Linked DNA regions of Mus musculus: all the other regions are linked to region 7. Evidence: chromatin contacts called from public HiChIP or PLAC-seq and promoter capture Hi-C data. All regions are on one chromosome and are shown on one strand. The core of a region is the stretch at or near the end of the contact, and the rest is flanking DNA. Distances in the headings are between cores, read along the strand shown.

Evidence for each region. Promoter capture Hi-C pulls out the DNA fragments that hold promoters and counts their contacts. HiChIP or PLAC-seq counts read pairs in DNA pulled down with a chosen protein or histone mark. Capture Hi-C pulls out chosen DNA fragments and counts their contacts.
Region 1: an H3K4me3 HiChIP or PLAC-seq map of stem cell-derived neural progenitor cells shows a contact between it and region 7, with 4 times the contacts expected there. The contact joins the enhancer-like site here to the promoter of Gpr89 in region 7. A contact is called at or near these places in 6 of 39 promoter capture datasets (the 3T3-L1 cell line, cranial neural crest, embryonic stem cells and 3 more), 5 of 115 datasets of contacts at active chromatin or transcription factors (embryonic basal ganglia, embryonic limb bud, embryonic midbrain and 2 more) and 1 of 9 other capture datasets (liver).
Region 2: an H3K4me3 HiChIP or PLAC-seq map of bone marrow-derived macrophages shows a contact between it and region 7, with 6 times the contacts expected there. The contact joins the enhancer-like site here to the promoter of Gpr89 in region 7. A contact is called at or near these places in 12 of 39 promoter capture datasets (the C10 cell line, the HPC-7 cell line, cranial neural crest and 6 more), 5 of 115 datasets of contacts at active chromatin or transcription factors (bone marrow-derived macrophages, embryonic midbrain, embryonic stem cells and 2 more) and 4 of 9 other capture datasets (adipose tissue, embryonic stem cells, liver and 1 more).
Region 3: a contact with region 7 is called in a promoter capture Hi-C map of erythroid cells, with 14 times the contacts expected there. The contact joins the promoter of Polr3gl here to the promoter of Gpr89 in region 7. A contact is called at or near these places in 1 of 39 promoter capture datasets (erythroid cells) and 1 of 9 other capture datasets (pancreatic islet).
Region 4: a promoter capture Hi-C map of neural stem cells shows a contact between it and region 7. The contact joins the enhancer-like site here to the promoter of Gpr89 in region 7. A contact is called at or near these places in 9 of 39 promoter capture datasets (the 3T3-L1 cell line, 3T3-L1-derived adipocytes, the C10 cell line and 6 more), 10 of 115 datasets of contacts at active chromatin or transcription factors (bone marrow-derived macrophages, embryonic basal ganglia, embryonic limb bud and 6 more) and 1 of 9 other capture datasets (pancreatic islet).
Region 5: a promoter capture Hi-C map of hippocampal neurons shows a contact between it and region 7, with 2.0 times the contacts expected there. The contact joins the enhancer-like site here to the promoter of Gpr89 in region 7. A contact is called at or near these places in 5 of 39 promoter capture datasets (the 3T3-L1 cell line, embryonic stem cells, hippocampal neurons and 1 more), 2 of 115 datasets of contacts at active chromatin or transcription factors (embryonic stem cells and stem cell-derived neural progenitor cells) and 1 of 9 other capture datasets (embryonic stem cells).
Region 6: a promoter capture Hi-C map of adipose tissue shows a contact between it and region 7. The contact joins the promoter of Bcl9 here to the promoter of Gpr89 in region 7. A contact is called at or near these places in 6 of 39 promoter capture datasets (the C10 cell line, the HPC-7 cell line, cranial neural crest and 3 more), 1 of 484 Hi-C or Micro-C datasets (CD4 T cells), 6 of 115 datasets of contacts at active chromatin or transcription factors (bone marrow-derived macrophages, embryonic stem cells, forebrain and 3 more) and 1 of 9 other capture datasets (adipose tissue).

Annotation. Positions count from the first base shown.
Region 1 is chr3:97,310,987-97,313,777 of GRCm38.p6, reverse strand. No RefSeq gene overlaps it. Among named protein-coding and RNA genes, the nearest start is that of Gm40101, 18 kb to the left of the region's middle. Within about 2 kb of position 1,522, at least 87 of the 459 cell types and tissues checked have an H3K27ac peak or open chromatin away from gene starts, as enhancers often do. A contact at or near this core is called in embryonic limb bud, where this site is marked.
Region 2 is chr3:97,202,823-97,205,611 of GRCm38.p6, reverse strand. Bcl9 (B cell CLL/lymphoma 9) reads left to right here. Exons shown (of 10, transcript NM_029933.4): 10 at 1-1,950. The coding sequence ends at 752. Among named protein-coding and RNA genes, the nearest start is that of Bcl9, 23 kb to the left of the region's middle. Within about 2 kb of position 1,536, at least 66 of the 459 cell types and tissues checked have an H3K27ac peak or open chromatin away from gene starts, as enhancers often do. A contact at or near this core is called in the HPC-7 cell line, adipose tissue and bone marrow-derived macrophages, where this site is marked.
Region 3 is chr3:96,592,697-96,595,432 of GRCm38.p6, reverse strand. It overlaps Polr3gl (polymerase (RNA) III (DNA directed) polypeptide G like), which reads left to right and starts at 1,252. Exons shown (of 8, transcript NM_027241.4): 1 at 1,252-1,349.
Region 4 is chr3:97,337,736-97,340,435 of GRCm38.p6, reverse strand. No RefSeq gene overlaps it. Among named protein-coding and RNA genes, the nearest start is that of Gm40101, 8.7 kb to the right of the region's middle. Within about 2 kb of position 1,430, at least 15 of the 459 cell types and tissues checked have an H3K27ac peak or open chromatin away from gene starts, as enhancers often do. A contact at or near this core is called in neural stem cells, where this site is marked.
Region 5 is chr3:97,254,173-97,256,918 of GRCm38.p6, reverse strand. It overlaps a transcript of Bcl9 not described here. Among named protein-coding and RNA genes, the nearest start is that of Bcl9, 28 kb to the right of the region's middle. Within about 2 kb of position 1,323, at least 64 of the 459 cell types and tissues checked have an H3K27ac peak or open chromatin away from gene starts, as enhancers often do. A contact at or near this core is called in hippocampal neurons, where this site is marked.
Region 6 is chr3:97,225,678-97,228,654 of GRCm38.p6, reverse strand. It overlaps Bcl9 (B cell CLL/lymphoma 9), which reads left to right and starts at 1,291. Exons shown (of 10, transcript NM_029933.4): 1 at 1,291-1,437.
Region 7 is chr3:96,904,018-96,906,846 of GRCm38.p6, reverse strand. Gpr89 (G protein-coupled receptor 89) reads left to right here and starts at 1,549. Exons shown (of 14, transcript NM_026229.4): 1 at 1,549-1,665. The coding sequence starts at 1,624.

The DNA.
Region 1 (2,791 bases), core at 273-2,772, 410 kb before region 7:
TTGATGGGGAACCCCCTGCTGTCAGCCAATGGAGACAGACCACTCAGCCCCATCCTTCCTGTTTTCCACAAAGGCTCCCACTCAGAAGGGTAAGCAGCCATCTGGCTTGATCCTGACAAGATGGGGACTGACTGCTGCTGAGCTTAGACCTGGTTGAGTTTCCTGCTGCACATGTGACCACCAGACCCTTGGGGGGTTTCTACGGCAACCATTGGGCAATGAGTTTGAGAAAAGCTGAGGGCTGAATCCTAGAGGAGCCAGGCCACTGAAGGAAAAGAGAGGTGTGCAAGACCAACCTCACTCCCCGAAACCCACAGAGAGGAAGGCAAGACAGAAGTTTCCCCTTGTGAAGAAAGTGAGGCTTTGAATTAGATAGACAGACAGACAGATTGATGGGAAAATGTAGAAAGGAGAGTAACCAAGCAGTTTGGGTGCTGTTAACAAGTGCTCAGTCAGTCAGAGATGTGTTCAGCAATTCCCAGCGTCAGCGGTGGCTGTGGTAGACTTGTTTCCCTCAGAGATCCTGCTGGTCCTGAAGGCCTTTATTTACCAAAGCTAAATTCAACTTTGTGCAGGGGAAGGCATGGGAAAGGAGGCGAGAGATGGCAGCAGTAAGTGCAAGGCATGCCTCCAAGCCATACTCACACACATACACACAAATATTTAAGTGCTAGGATTCAGCCATTTCCTGTCTCTTTTACAGGGTAGATAATCTTTCCGTTTCCTAATTGGTAAAATGGCAACCATGACAGCACGCTTGCCCTAAGAGGCTGCACTGAGGCTTAAAACACTCAATAAAAATACATAAAACTACAGCTGGCTGACTGTGGTGTCACACACCTTTAATCCTGAGAAACAGGGCCAGGCAGATCTCTGTGAGTTCAAGGCCAGCCTGATCTACACAGAGAGTTCCAAGCCAGCCAGGGATATACAATACAGTAAGACCCCGTCTCAAAACAACTGCAACAACAAATAATCAAAACAAAACAAAAAACATAGCTGGGGCTGGAGCGATGACTCAGAAGTTAGGGGGGCTTGCTGCTTTTGCAGAGGATCCCATATGGTGGATCACAGCCATGTCTAACTTCAGTTCCGGGGTGTCCGATGCCACCTTCTGACCAGGCATACATGCCGGCAAAACTCTTACATACATAAAAATATATACCTGGCTATGTATTTTAGCTAGTGTCACTGCTGTAAGAATGCGCAGACTCCAGAGAACTGCTCCGCGTGTCATGTTGACTTCTAATATTCTCAACTTTCACACTTCAGCCTGCTCCGGTAACCTACTGAGTAGTATTAGTTTTAGATGTAGGGAATACATTTTAGCAGCCACCTCTTAAGCAGCTGTATGCCAGCTCACACTAAAATGCAGGCCATCCCCGTTATGTCTGGAGTCACTGCGACCTTTCCAGCCTTGCAGGATGATGACAAAGCCAGGGGTTTGCCTTCCAGATCCGGCTCAGCGCAGGCGCAGGCGGTGGGGGCGGAGGGAAGGAAAGATTCCCCAGGAAAACTGCTGTTGGCACGAACTGAATGAGGCGAGTGGGAGCCGAGCTGACTGCCGAGTTCAGCTTAGCCGCAGGCTATAGAAACAGACTTGAGACTTGAGTAAGAGCAAACAGGAGAAAAGCAGCGCTGTGAAGCAGCACGCGGGCCAGCTAGAACCGGTTGTTAATGCACCAGACCAATTTCTTCGGTACAGTTACTTCCACGCCTGGTCAGAGGGGCGGGTGCAATTCTTCAAGAAGTATTTACTGGTCTGCTCCGTTTCTCAGCGCTGGCATGAGCGGGGTGAGAAAAAAGGAAGGCTGGAGGCGGCTCTGGCTCTTGGGTTTACAATCTCTTGCTGAGAGAATCCATTAGATACTGAGGCAGGATTGTTTATGATTATACCCGCAAACAGCTAACTGCAACGATCAGTTAAGGCAAAGAGGGTATCCCTTCATTTGTTCACACTTATATATACACATTCATTTACAGACTCTGTGTGTGTGTGTGTGTGTGTGTGTGTGTGTGTGTGTGTGCGTGCGTGCGCGCGCGCGCGCGCGCGCACGCGCATGCATGCATGTCTCTGTGTGTGCCCGTATGTATCTATGTGCGTGTGTGCACACATGCATGCGTGACTGTGTGCATGAGTGCATGTTCGTGTGCCAGTGTGTGTGCACGTGTGCGTGTGCACGTGTGTTCTACCAAAAAACAAACACAGGGCCTTACACCACTATGCTGCAGTCCCACTGTTTGCTTTTCTGGAATGAGGTTTTATTTGCGGAAGACCAGCCTTGAACTTGCTGTGTAGTCCAGATTGATTCTGAATTCCCCTTTCAATCTATCCATCTCCGCCTCCCAAATGCTAGGATTACAATCCTGCAACTCTACACCTGAACACAAGCTCCTCCTTTACTTACATGAGCTCCTGAGAGAAGTTGGGGGCCAAGGCCAACCCTGGTATTCAGTGTGAGAATGGTGGCCAGAATGTGATCCTGCTCTGAGAGGCTAGAAGCCTATTGGGCTGAGAGCAGCCTGTTTGAGGAGGGTCTCACTATGTATCCCTGGCTGGCCTGGAACTCACCAGGGAGACCAGGCTGCGTTGGATTCACTGAGATCCTCCAGCCTCAGCCTCTGAGTGCAGGGAATAAAGGTGTGTCCCACCAAACCCCGCCTGCATTTTCTTGATTAAGGACTGAAGTGAGAGGGTTCACCCCACCGGAGCTGGTGTCATCCCTGGGCTGGCACTCCTGAGTGACATAAGAAAGCAGGCTGAGTACATGCGTCATACGCAAGCAAACAA
Region 2 (2,789 bases), core at 287-2,786, 300 kb before region 7:
TTGGTCGTCCCAGCAACCTGCCCCAAAGTTCAGCAGATCCAGCACTTTGCAAGCCTGGAGGCCCAGGGGCTCCTGACTCCTTCACTGTCCTGGGGAACAGCATGCCCTCCGTGTTTACAGACCCAGATCTGCAGGAGGTAATCCGACCTGGAGCCACCGGAATACCTGAGTTTGATCTCTCCCGCATTATCCCATCGGAGAAGCCCAGCCAGACACTGCAGTATTTCCCTCGAGGGGAAGTCCCCGGCCGCAAACAGCCACAAGGTCCTGGGCCTGGGTTTTCACACATGCAGGGGATGATGAGCGATCAAGCCCCAAGAATGGGGTTAGCATTACCTGGCATGGGAGGCCCCGGGCCAGTAGGAACTCCAGACATTCCTCTTGGTACATCTCCATCCATGCCAGGCCACAACCCAATGAGACCACCAGCCTTTCTCCAGCAAGGCATGATGGGACCTCACCACCGGATGATGTCACCAGCACAATCCACAGTGCCCGGCCCAGCCACCCTGATGACCAATCCAGCTGCTGCTGTGGGCATGATTCCTGGCAAGGATCGGGGGCCTGCTGGGCTCTATACCCACCCAGGGCCTGTGGGTTCTCCAGGCATGATGATGTCCATGCAAGGCATGATGGGACCCCAACAGAACATCATGATTCCCCCACAAATGAGGCCCCGGGGCATGGCTGCTGATGTGGGCATGGGTGGGTTTAGCCAAGGACCTGGTAACCCAGGAAACATGATGTTTTAAGCTGCTACGATTGGATGTGCCGATCCTTGTCAAGATGAGATTCCAGGTCCTGTGAGCTGCTTTGATGGAGTTCCAGGAGTCCTTACTGTTGGTCATGCAATAGGAGAAGAGGGACCCGGGGCTGCTTTGAGGGAGGAGGGAACCAAGAATGTATGGATTTACCGGAAAACAAATTATTCATTTAATCAACAGGTGTGTTTTTTTAAGATTTATTTTTTAAAAATTATTTTTGTGGACATGGGGATCCCGTGACGGCACCTACTTTTGGGAGTCTGTAGCCGTGTTTGAGAATTGCCATCGGTCATGTGTTGCACCGTTCTGTGTTTACGTCCTTTGGACTGGCTTCTCCCAGGATTCTTTTCTGGTTTTTTTTTTTTACTTTTGATTTGGGCTTTATTTTGTGTGTATGTGTGTACTGTACTATATTGTAAAAGGGATTTTAGCAGAGACTTTAGTCTTTGGGGCAAGAGGAGAACAGGAATGCTGGGCTGTTTACTTTCGATGGAGAATCCATCTTCAGACCTTGGACTATTTTCTTTCAACTCCAGTGTATAGAAAAACCAAACTACGACCTCAGAGCAGAGTATTAACGAAAAGCACAAAAAAAGGAACTGAGTTCAGCGAGGGGTGGGGGGAGGGGGGACATTTTTCTTTTTAAAAATACTGAAGCTTGGGACGTTTGTTCTTCGGTTCACGTGCTCCTCAGCACGGTCTGTCTCCAGTGTACAACCTGCCCGCCCTCACGGTTTCCTCTCTCTCCTCCTTCAGTTCCTTGGTTACGTGTGTTTCCTTCCTGTGACCCCGCTGGTGGCCCTCTGCTTTCCCCTCTCTTCTTCCCCTTGGCAGCTGCAATACCCAGGCTCTCTGGGGTTCTCCCTGAAGCCTCGCCCCTGCCTCGGATGCCCTCTGGCCTCTTGTCCCTCCCTGCCCTCCCCGCCCTGGTGTACTCTTCCTTGCCCGCCTTGTTTCTTGTTCTCCTTTTCTTAGGAATTCCCAAGTGAATTTTATTAATGTGTGGGAATGGAACCGATGCTAAAAGCTATCCAGGATTTTGTTTTTGTTTTAAATTTTGTGTTCCTTCCCTTCCCTCCCTCTTCCCATGCGTGAAACGTTCTGTGTAATCTTCATTAAATTTGGTACAAAACCACTCACCAGAGCTGTGGTGTCAGAAAAATAAATATATTGTTTCTTACAAAACAGAACTGCCTTTTTGTGCCTTGGCTTCCTGTTCACTTCGTATCAGGGCCATTGGTTACTATATGACTGGAGTCCTAATACTGGAGCTGGCTGTAGAGATGGGGAAGGAGAGGGGCACTCTTGAGAGCATACCTTGCTGTCAGCGACCCTTCCTTGTAGAGTTGCTCCCTTCTCTGGAATCCATCACAGCAGAAAAGCAAGCCTTCCTCACAGCTGATCTTCCCCTCTAGAGCAGTGGTTCCCAACCTTCCTAACACAGTGACCCTTTAACACAGTTCCTCACATTGTGGCACCAACAGTAAAATTATCTTTGTTGTTGCTACTTCATTTAATTTTGCTACTGTTATGAATCTGTTTTCCAACAGTCTTAAATGAGTCCCTACGATAGGGTTATCTGACCCTTGGGAGGGTAACCACTGCTCTAGAGCAAGAGCTGGCCTTCGTTAGGTTCCTTCATGAGAGCCAGCAAAATGGTATAAATCAACTAGGAAGGCCAACATAGATCTTAAGTTATTTAAATAAGCTCTGAGACCTCCCTGGATCTTCCTGACATAAAATATTACCACACCTACACATCCTGTGTTTTGACTGTCCATGCGACTGTGGTCTTTTCTGCCCACCCTCCACCCCAGCCTGCCCCTGGTCACCTCTGCTAACCACATATGGCTCCCCAACACATTGATGTCTATCCTACAAGTCATGCATTGAGGTACTCGGTGCTGTGTCCCTGCACAGCTGATTTGTTCTGGTGAGTGTACTCCTTTTGAGTTGTCTGTGCGTGGAACTCAGCAAGAGGGTGTCTGTGTGCATGTCTGTTCTCAGGTGAGATGCTGTGTCTGT
Region 3 (2,736 bases), core at 3-2,502, 310 kb after region 7:
TGTGTCATCCACATGCAACTTCCCAGTCTAGAGGCCATTTTCTCTGACCTCTGTCATATTCTTGTTGACTGACTCCTAGTTTTACATCCATCCTGAAGTATTTCCCTTTACTTCTACTCTGTAAAAAAAATGACTCTTTCTATTCTGCCCTCTTTCCTTGAAGGGGCTTGAAGGGCAGTGGAAAGTACAGAAAGAAAAAACCCACTGGGTTCCTGCCTTCTCTCCCCAATTACTGCTCTGGTCCCAAGCCCCCTTCTCTCCCTCACTTCTCAGACACCGCAACAATCCGCATTTGGGGCCTGAGCTTGGTAGCAGAGTCAAGAGTATCAAGAGTTCAAGGCCAGCCTAGACTGGGTAGCCAGACCCTGCCTTTAGAGAAAAAAAATCTTTTAAAGATTATTTATTAGTAGTGCTGGTGACTGAGGAAGAATAATAAAGAGGGTGTGTGTGGTATGTGTGTGTGTGTGTGTGTGGTGTGTGTGGTGTGTATGTGATGGCCTAAGCCAGAAGAGGGCGCGGGAGTCCGGTAGTTGGGAACCTCCTGGAGTGTTTCTCTGTGTGTGTGTGTGTGTGTGTGTGATGTGTGGTGTGTGTGTGTGTGTGTGTGTGTGTGTGTGTGTGTGTGTGATGTGTGGTGTGTGTGTGTGTGTGTGTGTGTGTGTGTGTGTGTGTGTGATGTGTGGTGTGTGTGTGTGTGATGTGTGGTGTGTGTGTGGTGTGTGTGTGGTGTGTGTGTGTGTGTGTGTGTGTGTGTGGTGTGTGTGTGTGTGTGGTGTGTGTGTGTGTGTGTGTGTGTGTGTGTGTGTGTGTGGTGTGTGTGTGTGTGTGTGTGTGTGTGGTGTGTGTGTGGTGTGTGTGTGTGTGTGTGTGTGTGTGTGTGTGTGTGTGTGTGTGTGTGATGGCCTAAGCCAGAAGAGGGCGCTGGAGTCCGGTAGTTGGGAACCTCCTGGAGTGTTTCTGGGAACTCCTGCAGGCACAGCTGTTAACAGATGAGCAGTCTGGTTTCTCTGACCCAGGGCTACATTTCCCAGCAGCGGTTCTCCTCTTCTGGCTCCGCCACGTGTCTGGATGAGCTCTGAGTAGCAGGACATCTTAGCCATCTAGTTCGGTCTGGGCATAAGAGGTGAATTCTGCAGCCCCAGGTCTCAGCGCGCCACTTCCCAAGCCTCAGTTCCGGTTAAGCTCGCTCCCTCCTCCTCCCCTCCTCGCCCGCCTCCGCTCTCGTCGATTGGCCAGGAAAACCCACCAATGGAGAGCTCGGGGAGGCGGGCCTAGAACGAGGGCTGGAAGAAGAAAAGCAAATTTCAAGTTGGCGGCTGCGTGGGCCCTGAGTGGGGGAGGGACGGCAGGTAAGGCTTCGACCTGGTGGCTCTGACCCGGTTTGGTTCGGTACTTCCCGAATTAGTCCCTCGGCGCCGACAGCGACGTAGATAACGCTTTCTGTCAGCCTGTTGGATCAGCCCCCTTCTAAATCCCTCCCCTTTTTCCCCGGGCTCTCACTGCTGTCTTGACTGTACGCCGGAGACAGCTTGCTGTCGCGCCTGGGGACAGATATTAAAGCAGGAGAGGAAGGTTCATTCTTGTAGCTCAGACTCTTCTATGGTACCAGCTTCTCCCGCACCCATTAACGTAACATTAGCCCCCTGTCAAGAGCCTGACAGATTCTTATTACCTATCAAGTCAACTGAACCGCTACCCTCTACCCACCACTTTCCTAGACCACCGTGAAGAATTTATTGATCCCCGACCTGACAAAGTCCGATTATCACTATTGGAATCTCTTTAATTTTTAAAATTACATTATTTGTGTGTGTGTGGGGGGGGTACGTACAAGCCATGGCTTACGCAAGGAGGTCAGAGGACAACTTGAGCTAGTCAGCCTGTTTCCTGGCCACTTGGCAACACGAGTATTTACCATCTCACGAGGCTGACTTTTTCCATCCCTCCCATGCTTTTATCGGCAGACTCTTGCTATGTAGCCCATACTGGCCTCCAGTTTGCATTCCCCCTGCCACAGTACCCCCGGTGTTAGGATTATATGTTCTCTTTCACTGTTTCTATTCTATGAACGGAAGGTTTGATGGGACAGATTGGGGTACTTAATACATTGTGTTCAGTAAGCGTTAATCGAGTGGAATTGATTTGTGGGAACCAGTGCTCTTGTCAAGGAGGACAAATTTAAACTCCTGATATAATTAGGGAACAATAAAAGACAACATTATATAATTAGGGGTCTTTGAACTGGTGGTTTATTGCATTAATGTTTTATAGTTATTCTCAGACCAGAGAAGGAAAACAACAAAAAGAACCAGAAGGGAGTCTTTGTGACTCACAGAGTCTGTAGACACATGTTCAAAAGACAGATATTTACTGAGAACCTACTACATAGCAGACACAGTGCTAGACAACCGGGATCACAATGAACCCTCTGATAACATCTATTCAATAAATTGTTATTTAGTATGTGGGAAAATATTTTCGAAACCAGTTCTTTCTATGCAGGGCAAACAGGCTGACCTCCAACTTATGACCCTCCTGCCTCACCCTTTCTGGGATAACAGGCTTGTACCACTGCACCCCAAATAAGCTTTTTTCTTTTAAATTGAGAAATGTGAGTCCGGTCTTACAAATGCTAAGCATTCATTCTGCCCCTGAACTACACCCCTAGCTCTGAAACAGCATCTTTAGGAAGAGAACTCACTAGCTCTTTTCAGGTCGGTCCACTCTTTCACTTTT
Region 4 (2,700 bases), core at 181-2,680, 430 kb before region 7:
GGCCAGCTCTCCCATGCTGCCCAGGGGAGGGGAGGGGCCAGAAAGGGGCAGAGCCAGCTCCGCTCATCACTAGGACATCAACATGGCCCCCGGAGGCAGCTCAGACCAGAGATGTCTGCATGGAGTTTGGTGGTGACATGGCCTTGGACATCAATACAGGCCATGGCCCTGCTATTAACCCTGACGCTATCTCTTCAGCCCCACAGACTGCTGGTTCTATTGTAGTTCTATTTCCACATCTTAAGGAGCATTCATATTGCTTTCTGTTATGACTGTACTAATTTACAGTGCCACCCACACTGTCCTCAGAATTCCCTTTACTAGTGCCTATTACTACCCTTTTGATGATAGCCATTTAGTCTGAGTTAAGATGAAGCCTGGCTGAAAAACCACTAGAGAGTTTTAAACGAGGGCTGACAAAGTCTCCTCTGGTCTTGTGAAGGGTGGCAGTTCAAAACCTCTGGAACGTTCTTTTGCAGCAAGGTTGGTGTGTTGCAGCAGACAGTAGAGATGGAGGAAAGTATCAGCCCTGAGAATGTCTGTAAGTAGATCCAGGACAGTTACCTCAGAGCTCGCTGTGGAGATGTGTGTGAAGGAAGATATCAAAGAGGACGCGGACAGCAAGTGTTACCATTTGCTAAAGTGAGAAAAGCAGGGTGGAAGGAAATATCCGGAAGAGATCAGCCATTAATATCTCTGTTCGGTCATGCTAGGATTGAACTCTGTCCACTGCCAAATGGAGCCGGCAGATAGATACTAAGTCTGGAGTCACAGCTCCACGTTGGAGAGCTGAAAACGGCCAGTGTGTAGAAGGCTCCCAAGGCCATGTGTATTTGCCTTACTCTGCTCCATAGCTCTAGACACCTTTATGTAAACCCTCTGTTGACCTCTCAGAAGGGCTGGTGTCCACGGGCAAGGATTATAAACAGGCCGAAGAAGATGGTGAGTGAGCGCCTGCCATCCTGGAGTAGGAACAGCACAAACACATGACTATGATCTCAGCCTGAGTCTAGAACTCGAGACTTGATTGGTGGTGAAGTGTGTAGCACAGAGAGGTGAGAGACCCAGGGATGTCACATACATAGTGCAGCCAGAGACTGGGGTCAAGTGGACACACATAGTGTGAAATGACTTTAAGTTAATTTTTTAATTTAAATTTAAATATATTTTAATGTTCCTATCCTTTATCAGTCATGTATTTTAGGAGTTCCCACCTATTAATCTACAAGGCTTTCGAGAGTTCCGACACAATGCAGAGAAGACAGGAAGGGAGGTTATAAAAGTTGCGATGCCTTTGAGAGCTGGTCAGCAGTTCTCTGTTCCATGGCCCCTCTGAGACAGGCTTACTAGACAGGCTAGATAGAGCCAAGCAGTCTATGTCCTCACATCAAATGAGGTGTCACTGCATTCCCACCATACACCACTAGAGGGCTGCAGAGACTAGCACTGAACCGAGTCGGAGGCCCTGTGAAACCAGGATTAGACCTTGCCAGGGTCTCCCATCCTGCCATTATTAGCTGAGGAAGCTGGAGTTTTCGGAGACTGTATGGTGTTCCCCAGGCCACCCAGCTACTAAGTGTCGATGACACAATTCCATTAGCGTTTTCACTCGGGGTTCCCCCAATGTGATGTCATGAAAGTGGATGGACTTGGTAGCCAAGAATCCCATTTGCTGTATCTCATCTTGTGTGTTAGTCAAATCCTGTCTCTACACCTCGCTGCCTTGTGGGAAATGAACGCTTCAGCTGTGCGGGTATTGTGTTCTGTTGCTAGGTAGCATAGCTGAGGGGCTCCGTGGTCATCCACCAAACACTCAGGTCTTCATTTTCTTCTCTTTGGGGTAGCTCAACTTCATGAAATAATTCTCAGGAATGAATCCCGAGAGTCCTGTCTGGCCATGCCCTTCCATACATGACAGGAGGGACATATCATTTTTAAGACGCCAACATAAATAAAACCACAGGAGGACTTTATCTTTAATCCAACAAGGAGTCGATGGTAAGAATGGCTTTCTTGCAGGTTTGGACCCAGAATTTCTTCTCATCCATTACTGTTTGCCGCATGTCCACTGAGTGCCATGAAGACAGAGGGTTCTGGACCATGGGAGGGTGGCGTGATAACCACCACTCCCTGCCAGGTGTTACCCAAGTCCAACTTTATTTCTCACACTCAGTTACCCTCACTATAGTTCTGGGTCAGGCATCCTTAGCCTAATCTTAGAACTGAGGCTCAAGAGAAGTTAAATGATTTGTCTAAGACCTTTCAGAAAGTGGCAGCCCCAGAGTTCAAGGCCAGCTTTAGCTTTGCCGATCTTTGCCTAAGATGCTCACCACATGAAAGTGAGAAGCAGGAAGTATCGTACACTGGAAGAAAGGCTACCCTGACGCCAGATTGCTTAAACCACTGGGGCAACCCAGAGGATGGGCACAGGGGCAGCGGGAGCATCCTGGAGCATGCTCACACCCGGCCTGGGGTTGGGGTGGGAGCCTGGGAGTGGATGGGGCTGACGCATTCATCAGCGGTGAATCTGATGTACCAAAACATGGCGTACATGGTTGGTGAGAGCCTCTCCCCACCTAAGCGGCTTGAGTTCTAAAAACCAACTCCTCCTGAAAAGTAAGCGAGGTCAAAAGCTAAAGCGTCTGAAGCCAGAGTCGGAACAGCAGCGTGCCTCACCAACAGCAACGTCTGGAAATTAGC
Region 5 (2,746 bases), core at 74-2,573, 350 kb before region 7:
GCTGTCACAGTATGTCTAAGGGTCAGCTTTTCCCCCTTGCTGGCTAATGGCTGCATGCTTAAGTTCCTCACTTAGCCAATAAATTTGGCTCCGCTGTCTTAGAGCAGGGCCTGGTGATGAGGTTTCCTGGCCTTCTTCCCCTCTGGGTCACACGCTTTGCGTATATTAGGCATTCCAAAGATGGCTGTTGAATTGAAGAGAGTTTGTGACAGTCTGCACATATCACTTTTTACTGAAGAAACCTTTCTGGACTAACTCATGTCAGACTTCACTTTCTGCCAAATGTCTGCGCACCTGGTGTGTGTCACTGATTTGCATACTTAGTTTCTTATTTGTTCTACATATTCCTTCTGAAGTATAAGGAAAGGCTACCAAGACTTGGAGTTGGGAAATGTGGTTCCGTCTCTGCTAAGGTACTGTATGTGGAACAATCTCTTAACTCCTTTAGGTCTTGATTTTTAAAGTTTTAATCTGAAAGATGGAAGGAAGGGCAGAGGGAGGAACCGATATGAAGCCTAAAGTCTTCTCTAGACTCAGAATTCTGATTTTTGGTTCAATCCCTAGCACTGTCCGAGGGAAAATTCTGACTTAGGGTGTACTGGCTCCCTTAAGAGGTCATAAACCTCTCCAAAGCAGACTTCTGCCCTGTGAAAGAAATGCCCTTGACCTAGAGGATGTTTAATAGATTCTTCAGATCTGACTGCTACTCCACCCCTCTAATAAGGAAGTTACACCAGAGGAGGGGCCTCTTCCAGTCCCTGCTACCCCACAGGGCCTCTCTGAGCCAGTCTAGGAAATGCTGGGCACCTGGGGCCACCTCACAGTGAGGCTCATGCACAGGGCGCACCTAAGAGCTTTGCCTTTCTGAGCAGTTGTGTTTATGGTTGGCGCTGCTTGCCTCGGTAAGATCATTACTTTGCAGGTAATGAGAGCTGCGTGTGATATGGTTGAAATCATGTCCCTCGCCTGAGATGGAGAACTCACGTGACGCTGAGTGGGGCCCATTATCCCAACAGCACTCACAGGAATGCTAAGTCTGGCAGATATTAGCTGGGGAGCCACAGCAACTGTCGGGAGCCCAGCCTGCCTGCCACCTTGTCACTTTGGGGTGTTTTCTGGTTTTCCTTTCCTTGGCTTCGGCATCACATTTATCTCTCCTTCATTCATCCTTTTTTTCTCTTAGGAAGCAAACACAGCACACCCCATTTCCTCCATTCGTCTCCACCTAGAAATCCCGATGTTCTCATTCATTCCAGAGCAGAATGGGTTTCCTCTTTTTACTAAATGATGCACAAACCGCTTATTCATCCGCTTGCCTCTGTGCCCCTGGCCTGGGTATTGAAATCACTCTGAAGAAGATGCTCCTGCAGGCAGCTGTGGGTGAAAAAGAGGAGCTGAGAGAAGTGCTTAAAGCTTCAGCTGCGGGTCTGCTGGGGAAGCTTTCGGAAGAGGAGGAGGAGGAGGAGGAGGAGGAGGAGGAGGAGGAGGAGGAGGAGGAACAACTGAGGAAGAACCTGTGTGTGGGGGGGCGGGCAGTGAGGGACCTTCCAGGGAAGAAAGCCCAACTCACATCTTAATGTGTATGAAGCAAATGCTCAGATGGAGTGGGGAGGAGTTGTGGTTTGGGTACAAACCACAGAGGAAATGAAGGACGTTGCCACTTTCCAGATTGTCCTTTGGCCATCTCAGGTGCTCTGTGAGATTAAGGCAGCATCTAGGAAAAGCTGCTCGCCCCTACCCACCTCCAGAAGCACCAAGCACAGCCAGCCCTCTGTGAGTTTACAGCGGTTAGACTTGTCTCTTAAAGGATAAGCATACTGTAAAGTGTATGTATCCATTAGGACACCTGCTGTCCTAAAGGAGAAAAGGAGAGGACTTGAGGGCTGGGGAATAAGGTGGGAGGAAAGTCCTCTTCCCCTGTGACCTCGCAGCTGCCCTCCTTTCCAGGGACTCCCCTTTGTTTTCCTAATAGAGGCCTTGTGACTGTTTTGATTTGACAAAGGTTATTAGTAGCTCTGGGTCTTTTATTAAGGGTCTATTGTGTGCTGGGTGGGTTTTTTTTCCCTCTTGTATTATTTCTGAGTAGTAGGTGTTATTACTGCTCCTGTTTTTCATAAGTGAGAAATTGAAGCCAAAAAAAAACCAGAAAGAAAGAAAGAGAAAGAGAGAGGGGGGGGGAAGAGAGAGAGAGAGAGAGAGAGAGAGAGAGAGAGAGAGAGAAAAGAGAAAATAAGGAAAGGAAAGCCGGTAAGTCCCTCTTTGATCTTGAACTTTGCGCCCGGGTGGGAACGCTTGAGCTCTGCCTTGCCACGTTCGGATCTAGTTTTAGAAGTATTTCAGACATCAGTGTCACACCCTTGAAATTCAGGTTTCAAATGTGGATAATTACAAAGATGACCAGGGGTGAATTATTGAACCCATTTAAGCTGCATGTGGAATGCTGTGTCTGCCTGTTATGACAACCACTTAGGCCTCTTTATTGGAGACTTGTTAGAACGGCATGAAGTGACAGACGCGCAAGCATCCTACTGCCTGGCGTACAGTGAACTCACCAAAGTGATGCCCAAGCCTTCCTCCTGTGTTCACCTTCTGAACAAGCCCGAGAAACACTAAATTGCTTGAGAGAACCCTCCATTCCTTAAACTACCCTCCCCACTCCTGTTACTCTAACTCTTGAGAAAAGGGTACATCAAGGAATGTTAACCCCCAAAGAGAGAACCCATGATTCTCAACAATAAAACAAACG
Region 6 (2,977 bases), core at 42-2,541, 320 kb before region 7:
AAACTCGAAGATTAGTAGGGTTTTGTGGGGAGGGCAGACAGTAACGATGGCTGGTCAAGGCAGTAACACGGCCCCACAAAATAAGGATAACAGGAATCTGAGCAAGGCGCATTAACCAAGATGTGAAAAAGTGCTACCTAATGAGCTAACATCTAACTTCACAGGGGTAGTGCTGAACGCGTCGCCCTCGAATTCTCAACATCAAAGCTCTTCCAAAAAATAAAATTAAGTGAGTGATACTGTGGTTGGGAGAAGACCTGGAGGCCGGGGCAGAAGGTGCTCTCTGGAAACCATAGGTAGTGCTGGCCAGGCAGGGCGGGGCGGGGCAGGGCCCGAGGTGAAGGAGACCTTGCTCTAGCCACAGCGCCAGCAGGACCCCAGAGAGTCTGTTCTGGGAAGAGGGAGAAGAGTGCAAGCCGAGGGGACCAGCTTTCCAGAGGGAAGAAAGCCCTCACGGGCAAAGGTAGAGTGGACACCTAGGGGCGGATGGGTGGGCTGGGGGAAGCAAGGCGGAATCGCAGTGGAGAGGTGCGAGGAGGTGGCATGAAGACTGAAGACTAGGCCCGACCCTGAACGGCGGGCGAGTGAAGGAAGATCGGTTCCTTCTGCAGCTCCCAGTTAGTTTCTGTCAAAGATGGCTAAATTCCACTCTGCCCTTCCCCCTCCCGCGCCTTTTCTAATCCCCTTCGGTGGCTCCAGTACTGCTGGAGGCCATGGGGAGTCTGGGTGAATGAGCGCCGGGAGGAGGGTGAGGAAGGAAGAGAACCTCCCCGCCGCACCACCCGCCCCGTGGGTCCTGCAGGAGGATCTTTTAGTTGAAAAAGAGGGTTCTGTGGCTTTAAACCGGGGAGTGGGCGTCACCGCGGGGGGACCCGGTGACTAGCCGGGGCGGGGTTGGATGGGAGGGGTCATGCAAAGCAGAAGGCGGTGCCGTCGGGGCGGGGCCGTGGGTGGGCGGGGCGCGGGCGGCTTCTCTTGAGCCAGGCGCGGGAGGGGGCGGAGGCCGCGGCGGGCTGGTACCATCGATCGCCTTCGGGGAGGGGGACGGGTGCCATTCCCCCGGAGGGGGCGGGCCCTGGCGGCGGCGGGGCCAGGGCCCCATTCCCCGCCGGGCGGGCCGGGGGAGGGGCGCGCCTCCGCTCGCGTCCGAGGCGGGGCCCGCGGTACCTTTCGTGGCACGGTGCGGCTGGGGGAGGGTCGAGGGGAGGGGGAAGGGGCGGGCCTGGGAGGGGGAGCCGGAAAGGGGGAGGCACCGGCGGACAATGGAGCCTATGTGTGCCTGCGGGAGTGGGACGGCGCCGCCGCCGCCGCTGCCGCCGCCGGGGGGAGACGCTGCGCTGCTGCTGCCGCTGGTCCGGGCCCCGGCCCCCCGGGGCTGAGAGCAGCCGGGGACCGCAGCTCCCGCCCGCGCTCGCCCCTCCCCCTCTCCGGCCCGGGGTAAGTGGCCCCGGGGAGGGGGAGGGGCGGGCCGGCGCGGCGGGGGCCGGGTCCGCGTGCGCGTGTGGCCGGGGGGCCTCCGGGGGTCGGGGCGCTGGCTTGGCGAGTTGAGTCTGGAGGAACCTGTTGGGGGAGGCGGGGGAGCCTCGGGAGCTATGGGAGAGACCGGGGCATCTCTCGGGGTTTTAGAGGTTGTGTCCCAAAGCTGTGCTTGGAGAGGTTACCTGAGGGGAGATGACCGTCTCGGGGTCTTGGGATGGAGGGGCGATGGAGAGGAAAGAGCGCGCGAAATTAGGAATTTCGGGTTGAGTTTGTAAGACCCGGGAGATGCGTAGAGGGGAGAAAGGGGACTCCGCAGGCCAGTGACTTGTTGAAGGGTTGGGGGAGGTGAAAGCCTAGAGGAATGTCTTGAGTTGTAAAGGGTTCCAGCAGGTGAGTTGGCGACGAATGAGTTAGGTCACTGAGTCATTGTGAGGGTCGTAGAACACACCAGTGGTTTTCAAATTGGAACCCTAGAGGCTGGCTGGCCTTTGAAAGTTGCAAAGACTATTAAGATGTCACTGGTAAGTGTTGGGTGAGCTTGGTGAAATGGAGTTATCCTAAGGAAAACAAGTCGCAGAGTTGGTGGTTAGTCCAGAGGGAAGGACCACGGCCTGTAGTAGTACTGCTGGGAACGTTATGTTAAAGCTGCCAAGGATGAGAAAGAAAGCTTGAAATCTGTCCCCCAAGAGCCTTAGTCTGCTGGAGGTAAGGAAGGGCGTTTTTTTAAATGTTAAAAGAGTTATTCTGAGGCCAAGATTGGAGTCAAAGTCATTAGGTAGGGTAGTGAAATGGATGCAAATATGCCTCTGTGGACATAATCCAAGGCAGGATGCAGTGGATACAGAGTTACACTTTAGTTAAAGCAAGAACAAGTCACCCCCTGACAGTGACGTCAGCGGCCATGTAAAAAGTCAATTTGATGGTGCATTTGTTAGCGTTTGATAAACTGTGGAATTAAATGGTTATTTTGGCGACAGAGACCTGGGCTCTTGTGTAGGGAACACAGTGATGAATTAGTTACAGGAGGTGAGGAGTAGGTAGTGAAATAGTCAAGATGTTGGGAGGTAAGACTTGTTTAGAACCTGTGACTTGGAGGCTTTTAAGTCTGGTTGGTTTGAAAGTTTTTGACTGGACACTAGTCACCAGGGAGTTTATCATGAAGAAGTGTTTGTGTGCAAATCTGATGGTCCTGGGGACCAGTAACAAAGTCTTCTCTCTTCTCTTGAAAAGGCCTATACTATTGACAGGGATGGACTAAGAAGAGGGTCTCTTAGTTCCGGTGTTGCAAACATGCTTTGAGGAATGTATGAGTGTGTATATGACATTTGATAGCTTTATGACCTAGAAGTTGGATATTGAGCCTTGAAAGTCTTTGTAATCAGTTGCTGGATATAATAATTTCAACATAGATGATAGTTGGATGGGAAAGTCATTGGCCTAAAGATGGAAGCACAGTTTCTGTATAGTTTTCTATTTATAGAACAAGTATCATGGAACT
Region 7 (2,829 bases), core at 300-2,799:
GCTTCCCTGAGAGATGGGACCAGGAACACAGAGTTCTGTGATTTAAGAGACTCTCATGGTAAGGCAGCCTCCACAGCTCCCTGGCACTCTGGTACAGGTATTTGGTATTTGATATGTAGTTTGTGCTGTGTGCTATCTGGTTTTATGTCAATTTGACACAACCTAAAGTTATCTAAGAAGAAGGAAACTCAATTGAGAAAAATGCCTCCATAAGATTGGACTGGAAGCAAAATTGTAGAGCATTTTCTTAATTAGTGATTGGTGATAGAAGGCCCAGTCTATTGTGGGTGTTGCCATGTCTGAGTTATACACATATGAAGCAGGCTGAGCAAGCCACAAGTAAGCCAGTAAGCAACACACACACACACACACACACACACACACACACACACACACCCATTGCCTCTGCATCAGCTCCTGCCTCAGGATCCCTGCCCTGTTTGAGTTCCTGTCATGACTTCCCTCAAAAGGGAACTACAGTGTGAAAGTGTAGGCTGAAATAAACCCTTTTCTCCCCAACTTGTTTTCGGTCATGGTGTTTCAACACAGCAATAGTAGCCCTAACTAGGACAGGCTGCTTGGTAAGACAGGCTTCAGATCAAAGGAACAGGGGTCTTTCTTTATGTGTGGCAACCTGGGGGAATGTTCTTGTTTATTTATATTATAATCTGAGCACTCACTTTCTAGATACCAGCATCCCCTGCAACATACACTTGCACCCTTACAAGCCTTGACTGTAACTAGTCTTTACAATAAGACTAGCTAGGGTTCTAGTGGGAAAAGTCTAAGTCCCATTGTAGTATATTAAGCCTTCATAAATGGAGTATCTAATGGAAGGAATTATAATTCACTTTGTAGTTGAGCCACAGCCACTCAGACTGTGTTGGGAAGGGGGAAACTACTTTCTAACATAGCCCACCTTTAAGACTCCTACGTAATTATTATTTTGAATTAAAATCTGTCTTCATGTAATTTCTCGTCCTTTGGCCTAATACTCCACACCCTAAAGCGCCAACTATAATGGCGGTCTCATTAGAGTCCAATGAGTGCACACTCTTATAAGCCGTGTGCTTTTGACGTTATCATATCAGAAATTTACTTAGCTATGTTTGAGAAGACTCTTACGTTCCTGTCCACCATCCTTTCGCTTATAGATGTCACACTGCTTTTTAAACCAAGTAAAATCTGTAACATCTGCAACACACTACTTGACTTAAAGCCTCACTCGCTATGTTAACTTATTTTTACTTTCTGCCGTGTTGGGAATGTCACTGAGGACCTCGCACAACTCTCACCCCAGTGTTTCTAGCTATGAAAAATATAAAAATAATTTCATTATATTTAATGGCAGTGCCACTTAAAGCAAATGTTACCTCTCCTCACCTCCTTGTGCCTACTAAGAAGAAACACATCTGCTTTGAGTCTACCCAGCGGCTTCCAGCCCTGCCCACCCTCACCTTCCAGGCAAACGGAGAATGCGGCCGCTGATTGGCTGGCTAGGGCGCATCTTGATGACGTAAGCACGCGCCAGGCCAGGCCGCCTACCACAGCAGGTGGACAGGTCTTAAGCCGCGGCTTCTCTGAGGGGTAGACAGCTGGGCATGGGCCTCCCGAGGCTTCGCCATGAGCTTCCTGATCGACTCCAGCATCATGATCACCTCCCAGGTGAGCCTTGGGAGAACCTGGATTTGCTCAGCCCGCTCCCTTGCCCGGGTGGCGAAGGCTGACGTGTGGTGCTGTCACTCACCTAGCGTGCGTCCCCAGACTCTGGGGAGGGCCTGGCTGGCCCCAGCGCTGAGCCGGTGCCATGCGGGGGTCAGTACCCACGGCGCCCCGAGGCTTCCGGGCAGCTCCGCGGACCACGGAGCCTGGAGAAGCTTGGCTCCCGGCGGGAGGCCCACGGCAGCGTGCCTACCAGGGCTGAGGACCGGGACGGGTATGGGCTTTGCAGGATCCGGGTGCTGACACGTTTGCCTCCGCGAGGTCCAAGTCTGAGCTTTCCTTTGTGCAGTGACACCTCATCTTTCGTTCTCTGGTTGCTGTTCACTCTTTGCGGGTCGCGGTCGACCCACGTTTTCTTCTCACTTGGCCACCTCTATCTACCGTTAAACAAAACCGAAGAAGTATAAACCACTGGCAAGTTCTGCTCGCTTCGTCTAGTGAGCCTCTTGCTTTTCCCATCAGTCGTGTCTCTCCAGGGTTTCCTCCCACCCCACCCCAAGTGTTTATGATAGCCCTGATATCATGTATGTATTTATGTGCATAGCCATGTACCCACTTTCAAATGCAAGCACTCACTAAGCAACTGCAGACGCTTCTTTGCTTGCATTATCGCTCTCACCCCGCATCTTTCCAGTAAAAGATTTTTTTTTCTCTTCATCGCATCCAAATGGCAAGGGAAAGAAACAGTTCCCCTGAGGGACGTAAGTGAGGTACATCCTTGAATTTAGGGTTTGTGCAGCTGCATCCCAATGCTTCCCTCAGCAGAGCATTGCCCTCACCTCTTGAAAACGTCGGTAACAACACTTAAGAAAATGTAAAACAAGAAAAAGCCAACCCATTTCACCACTCTAATACAGTAACCATTTTTCCCTTTTCAAAATTAATACCTTTCAAGTACATTTGACTGCTTTTGTTGCTAGCATAGTGTTCAAATCTGTAAATACACAAAACTCTGGACACTCTGCCTTCTGCTTCAAATCTCTCTGCGCCTCCCCTGTTGTCCTTGATAATGACACAGAGTGGCTTTCAGCCTTACTACCAATTCAAGAAAAAAAAAAACATTTAAGTTTTAAGAGTTTTTCCCCCCACAGGTAAATATAAATGTCC